2 separate regions of the Mus musculus genome follow, and region 1 is linked to region 2. The links are chromatin contacts, called in public HiChIP or PLAC-seq maps. All regions are on one chromosome and are shown on one strand. Each heading gives the region's core, a stretch centred on a gene start, on an enhancer-like site or on the middle of the called end of the contact. The rest is flanking DNA. Distances are from core to core; before and after follow the strand shown. Region 1 holds the start of Hykk (hydroxylysine kinase 1). Region 2 has its middle 26 kb from the start of Ireb2.

Evidence for each region. HiChIP or PLAC-seq counts read pairs in DNA pulled down with a chosen protein or histone mark.
Region 1: a contact with region 2 is called in an H3K27ac HiChIP or PLAC-seq map of embryonic stem cells, with 8 read pairs. The contact joins the promoter of Hykk here to the enhancer-like site in region 2. A contact is called at or near these places in 6 of 39 promoter capture datasets (embryonic stem cells, liver and stem cell-derived epiblast-like cells), 15 of 484 Hi-C or Micro-C datasets (B cells, CD4 T cells, the G1E-ER4 cell line and 8 more), 6 of 115 datasets of contacts at active chromatin or transcription factors (bone marrow-derived dendritic cells, embryonic stem cells and intestinal crypt epithelium) and 4 of 9 other capture datasets (adipose tissue, embryonic stem cells, liver and 1 more).

Annotation. Positions count from the first base shown.
Region 1 is chr9:54,915,906-54,918,605 of GRCm38.p6, reverse strand. Hykk (hydroxylysine kinase 1) reads right to left here and starts at 1,316. Exons shown (of 5, transcript NM_177351.4): 1 at 748-1,316.
Region 2 is chr9:54,836,717-54,839,416 of GRCm38.p6, reverse strand. No RefSeq gene overlaps it. Among named protein-coding and RNA genes, the nearest start is that of Ireb2, 26 kb to the left of the region's middle. Within about 2 kb of position 1,441, at least 21 of the 459 cell types and tissues checked have an H3K27ac peak or open chromatin away from gene starts, as enhancers often do. A contact at or near this core is called in the G1E-ER4 cell line, embryonic stem cells and pancreatic islet, where this site is marked.

The DNA of each region.
Region 1 (2,700 bases), core at 67-2,566, 79 kb before region 2:
TTCCAAGCTAGCCCCGGCTACTGTGAGAGACTTTGTCTCAAAAAGAAAAAGCTATTAAAATTGAAGACTGTTGAAGGCAATTGGTGAAGGCCAATCTCCAGAAAACATCCCCATGTCCTTAAAGGGGGCTTGTTAATTATCTCTTTGAAGAGTCCTATTTGTTAAAGCAAAGTCCTGTTTACAAAGTACTGTTGGCAGGTCTGGTCACAGGACAACCTGGTACCAAACAGTTACTGAGCTGTGAAAAGTCCTAGCACCAGCTGGGCAGCCAACCTCCGTAACTTTAGCCACACTGCCTCTAAAAGAGTTCAACGAAGAATTTTGAGCCTTTTTGCTGAATATAGAAAGAACTCCACAACCTGAAAAAAAAGGACACACATTGAAACATGCTACTGAAAGCAAATACACATAAAGAAAAAACTTAAAAAATAAAAATAGAACAACAGAGACATCCATTTTCATCAAATGCGCCCCATGTGTGGAGAGAGTGGAGAGCGAATCGAAATCTATATAGATGTTAGTATACTTCTTGTCAACAATATTTAGAGCCGGAAACAAACAAACAAACAAACAAACAAAAACAACCTCAAACAGTAAGGACTTCTAAGCAGGAGGTTTGCACCAGACTCCATAATTTTTCGCTGCATGAGAGGGGAATGGAGAGGGAGTGGATCTTACACTCTGCACTTGGTGAAAAGTACACAAGAATAAAATAATAATAATACATAAACTAGTCTTTCCTCTCACCTTCTCCTAAAGTGTTACAAAGTCTTTGTGACTTCTGCCTTAGCACTTTCTCCACGTCTGTCTTCGACGACCCCTCTGCTGTGAGCTTCCAGGCTTGGGAAGCAGGCAGTGATGTTCCCTGCACTTATTTCGTGAGTTGCCTCCACTCACAGCTCACGGGCTGCAGGAACTCTACACTCCAAGGGCGATTGGAAGCAAGACTCACTTCCAGGGGGTCTTGCTGAGGAGCGAAAGACGCCGATGGGAGGGAGGTGGCCCACAACCCGTTCCCGGCCTGTCTCAGGTCCAGAGGAGCCTTAGGATGGCTTCCACCCCCAAACCATGCAGGCCCGCGGAGGGTGGGACCCTCAAAACTGCGCACTGAAATCTCAGCAGGGCTGGGGCTGGGCAGTGACCTGCCGCGTCAGCACGCAGTGAGTTTGAGGAGCGCAAGGGTTGCAGGAGCCCGCCGCCGCTTCTCGGGGATGTCCCCTCAGAGAGACCCTTGACTCGCTTCAGTCTCTTCCACCTCCTCTCACGCACAGCGACCGGACGTCCTGAGGCCGATTGCTCTCTCCCCTCAGTCAGCTAGTGGTTGCGGTGCAGGAGGTGGGGCCGGACCCGCCGCCGCTGCGAGCCCCGCCTTCCTATTGGCTCCTCCCACATCCCTCCGCCCAGTCAGTACACACTACTGACAGTTCTGGCCCAACCCTCTCCATCCCACCAATAGAGTTCAGAGATCTGGCTTCTGATTGGCTGTCTGGAATCCGACAACCTTGTCAATCTCGGCTCTCTAGTCAAAACTCGTTTCTGATTGGCTCTCAAGTAGCCAATTAGTAGGCCTTGGGGTTTGAGTGGTATCTGTCAATTCTCACCAGGTTGGCTTAGTCCTGGCAGCGACTTGGAGCACAAGTCTGTCAGCAAGCTGCCAGGAGAGATAGCATCTTGCCTTTCTTTCCTCACTCCATCCAGCTCTTTCTAGAAGAGAGTATCCTGAAGGCCATCTTCATAGAGGTTGACTAGAGGTTCATTCTCCCCAGAAAGGAATCCTGGTTCTGAAACTACAAGGATCGGTCCCTCTCTGTGAGGAAATGGGGCTCGCTGTCTTTGTACTAGCATGTCCCAATCTGAAAAGGCTTCATTTATTAAACAGACCTACACTGTCTGTGCTGGCGGGAACTGAAGTCTAAAGGGCATAGACCCTTACTTAACCAGACCGTGCTTACCAACTCCCAGTTCAGGATCTAGGCGGTAGCACCAGTTTTTAAGCGGGGTAACGAAGTACAATAGAGAGAGAGAGAGAAAGAAAGCAGCATCCTCAGGCAGCTTGTAGGGTCTCAAAGCCCATGCCAACAGCGACTCGTTTCCTCCAAGGCCACACCCACTCCAGAAAGGCCACACCTCCAAATAGTGCCACTCCCTGGGTCAAGCATATTCAAACCACCACACTAAGCCACATAGCTGGATGCCTTCCTCCAGCTAAGCAGGACCTTTTTGATAGACCAGAGCACTCCCTGCTGGAAGAGTCCTGTACACCTGTCACTCAGGTTTGCAATTTGCTCTCCTTATGTTATGGTGCTGTATGCATATCTCACTTGTTTTTTCTTGTTCTGGCATACTCATGGGTGCTATCGTTACTCTGATGATGATGATGAATGATTGTTGTTGTTGTTGTTTCCGAGACAGGGTTTCTCTGTATAGCCGTGGCTGTCCTGGAACTCACTTTGTAGACCAGGCTGGACTCGAACTCAGAAATCTGCCTGCCTCTGCCTCCCAAGTGCTGGGATTATTAACTCGGATAGTCTCTCCAATCCCCGTCAACACCTATCGTAATGAGAAATTTCCTTTGCCCCCTTTAGAAATATGTTTATCTGTTTTTCTTTTTCTTTGTGTGGGATGGGGGAAGGTGGGGAGGTTCGAGACAGAATTTCTCTGTGTAGCCCTGGCTGTCCAGGAACTCCATCTGAAGCCCAG
Region 2 (2,700 bases), core at 192-2,691:
TTAAAGGCGTGTGCCACCACTCCCGGCGACTATTATAGTTTCTTGTATGCATTAGCTTTTCCAAACAGCTAAAGGTTAAGAAAGTGAGCAAAGACAAAGGAGCTACACAGATATCAGTGTGAACCTGATTGACAGATATCACTGTGAACTTGATTGACAGATATCACTGTAAACTTGATTGGCAGATATCACTATGAACTTGATTGACAGATATCACTGTAAACTTGATTGGCAGATATCACTGTGAACTTGATTGACAGATATCACTGTAAACTTGATTGGCAGATATCACTGTGAACTTGATTGAACCTGAGGAATTTACAAACATTGACTATCAAATATACCTTATTTACCAAGCATATAGTTACTTATTTAAATTTTCTAGAAGCCTAGTGTTAAACAACTAGCAAGGATATAAGTAGTTAGACATATAAAATATTTTAGTGATGTGTTGTGTTGTTTCCTTAGCAATAGCAAACTAAGGGCTCATTAGGACTGAGAAGTTTATCATTGTTGCTTTATACTATTTAGTCAGCCTAAGATGGTGAAGTCACATGGCCCTGTCATCTAAGGAAAGAAGGCTGCCAGCCATGTGGTTGCTTACATATTGATGAAGGTTATCTGCCAAGATGGAGGAGAGCCACATGGTTGCTATTTAGAAACATCTATTTTTTCTAAACAAGAGTCTAAGTTACATGTACAGTATATTCTAGACAAAAGTTGAATCACATAGCTAGTATGTGATCAATTATCTATTGCAGCAAATTAAAATTATATATCATAGACTTTAATTATAAACCTTTTGTTATAAGTCTAAAGCCAAATTTTGTTACAGATTTTATAGATTCTTAACCATATTCAATGAATTTACAAATCCCGAGATAGAGTTTACAGTATAGTCCTAAGAGATATTTTTAAGAGCAGACTGCAGAGAAATCATTTAGAGAAAAGATTTTTTTAAGAGTGGGAAGTTGAACCTTAGCGATAAGAGACTCTAGGATCCTTTGTTGTGGCAGAAGTTGTTACAATCTTTGAGAATTTGGAAATCAAGGGCGCCAATTTTTGGCCACTGATCTGTAATGAGGCCAAGCTGTAGTAATAAAATCTGATTCTTGACAGAGGAAGAGAGAAAGGGTCACAATTGACACCCTATAGGTGTTCCTGTAAGCTCCAGGAGGAGGCTGAGAGCTGAAGAGATGGGACTGCCAAGTTAGAGTCAGAGATAGCCAGGAGAGAGCAAGAGAGCATTGGTGTAGCAGACGGCAGGAGCCAGAGGGAGACCCTGTGGAGGGCACAGCAGGCCAGAGGGAGGCTGCTGCGGAAGAATTGGGCTCCAGAAATTGGAATCAGATTCACAAAAGATCTGTACACACCTTAGCGCAAGTGTGGTGTGGGATGGGGGTGGAGTTAGGTGAGCGGCTGGGTTCGGAACCTAAGCACCAGGGAGTACTGGTGTGCAGCTGCAGCTGGCCTCCTCCTTTGCTTTCTCTGCTCCTGCTAGCTCCTGCTCTTGCTCCCACTTTGCAACAAACTTACAGATCCATCAACCTTAACTTAAAGACATTTACACGTGCGGGGTGAGGGTGGGGAGAACAATGAGGCAAAACCAAACAGGGGTTGGAGTTTTCCCTTCCCTCATTGCTTGGCCACATTTGGACTGATTATCTAAGGGCTATTGAGGCCAGATTCAACTGTAAATTGTTTAAAGGTCCTTGAATTGGGCGCAGGTGTAGGGATCCGAGGCTCTCAGAGAGGTATCCTAAAGGAGAATCCAGAGGTACAGGTGATGCAATTTCCATGGTTCAGGTAGAGGGGAGGTCCAAGGCATCCCTAGCACCCAGGGGGCCAAAGGGGGAAGGCAGAAACTATTAAATGCACAAGCAGTTAATGGGGGCAAGGCTTAGCCTGGGCAAGCCTGAGGACAGACTCTGTGCCTAGTACCAAGACTTTTAAGTGAGTCCAAAAGGTGAAAACCAAGCTCAAAAATGAAGCCTCACCCAAGGGAAAAGATCAGTACTAGAGACTCAGGAAGCATCTAAGCTGACTGAGAGGGATCACCAACGTAATGGATGGAGGGCCAAGGTGAGGAGTCTGTTGCAGGCGAGCTGGAGATAAGAGATAGCGGCTCAGGGTGGCTTAGACCAATCCCCAAGCACACATGCAACGGGATATTCTCCTCACAGGCACCAATGTTAGTGTTTATGAGGCTGAATACCCTGGCAGGTCACACCGTGACACAGCAGATCCCAGGCAAGAGATTTGTGGGGAGGGGGATTCAAAAGGCCAGCTCAAGATAGGACAAGAGAGAGAGAGAGACAAGGACAGAGAAGGAGACAGAGAGAGGCAGACAGAGAGGGAAAGAGCAAGAGAGTGAGCTATGATCCTAAGAACATTTTAAAGGGTACACATGCTTCATTTGGCAGCTAGTGATGACATAGCTTTTGTGCTGAGTCACTGATGGTTGATTGGGGCTAATGAAAACAAAGTAAAATTCAGCTGATGAACGCTTGACTCTTGTGAAACAGTAATCTTTACATTCTGGGTTGTTTCGCTTATTATCCACAACTGTCACAAGCATCCTATGTCAGCTTGTGTTTTTCCATAATGTCAGAGTTTACTGAATAATAAAAATTCATAAAAGTACAACGGTTTTGTTGGCAGCAATTTGCCAAGCAGCACCTCTTTCTTTGATATTGAATA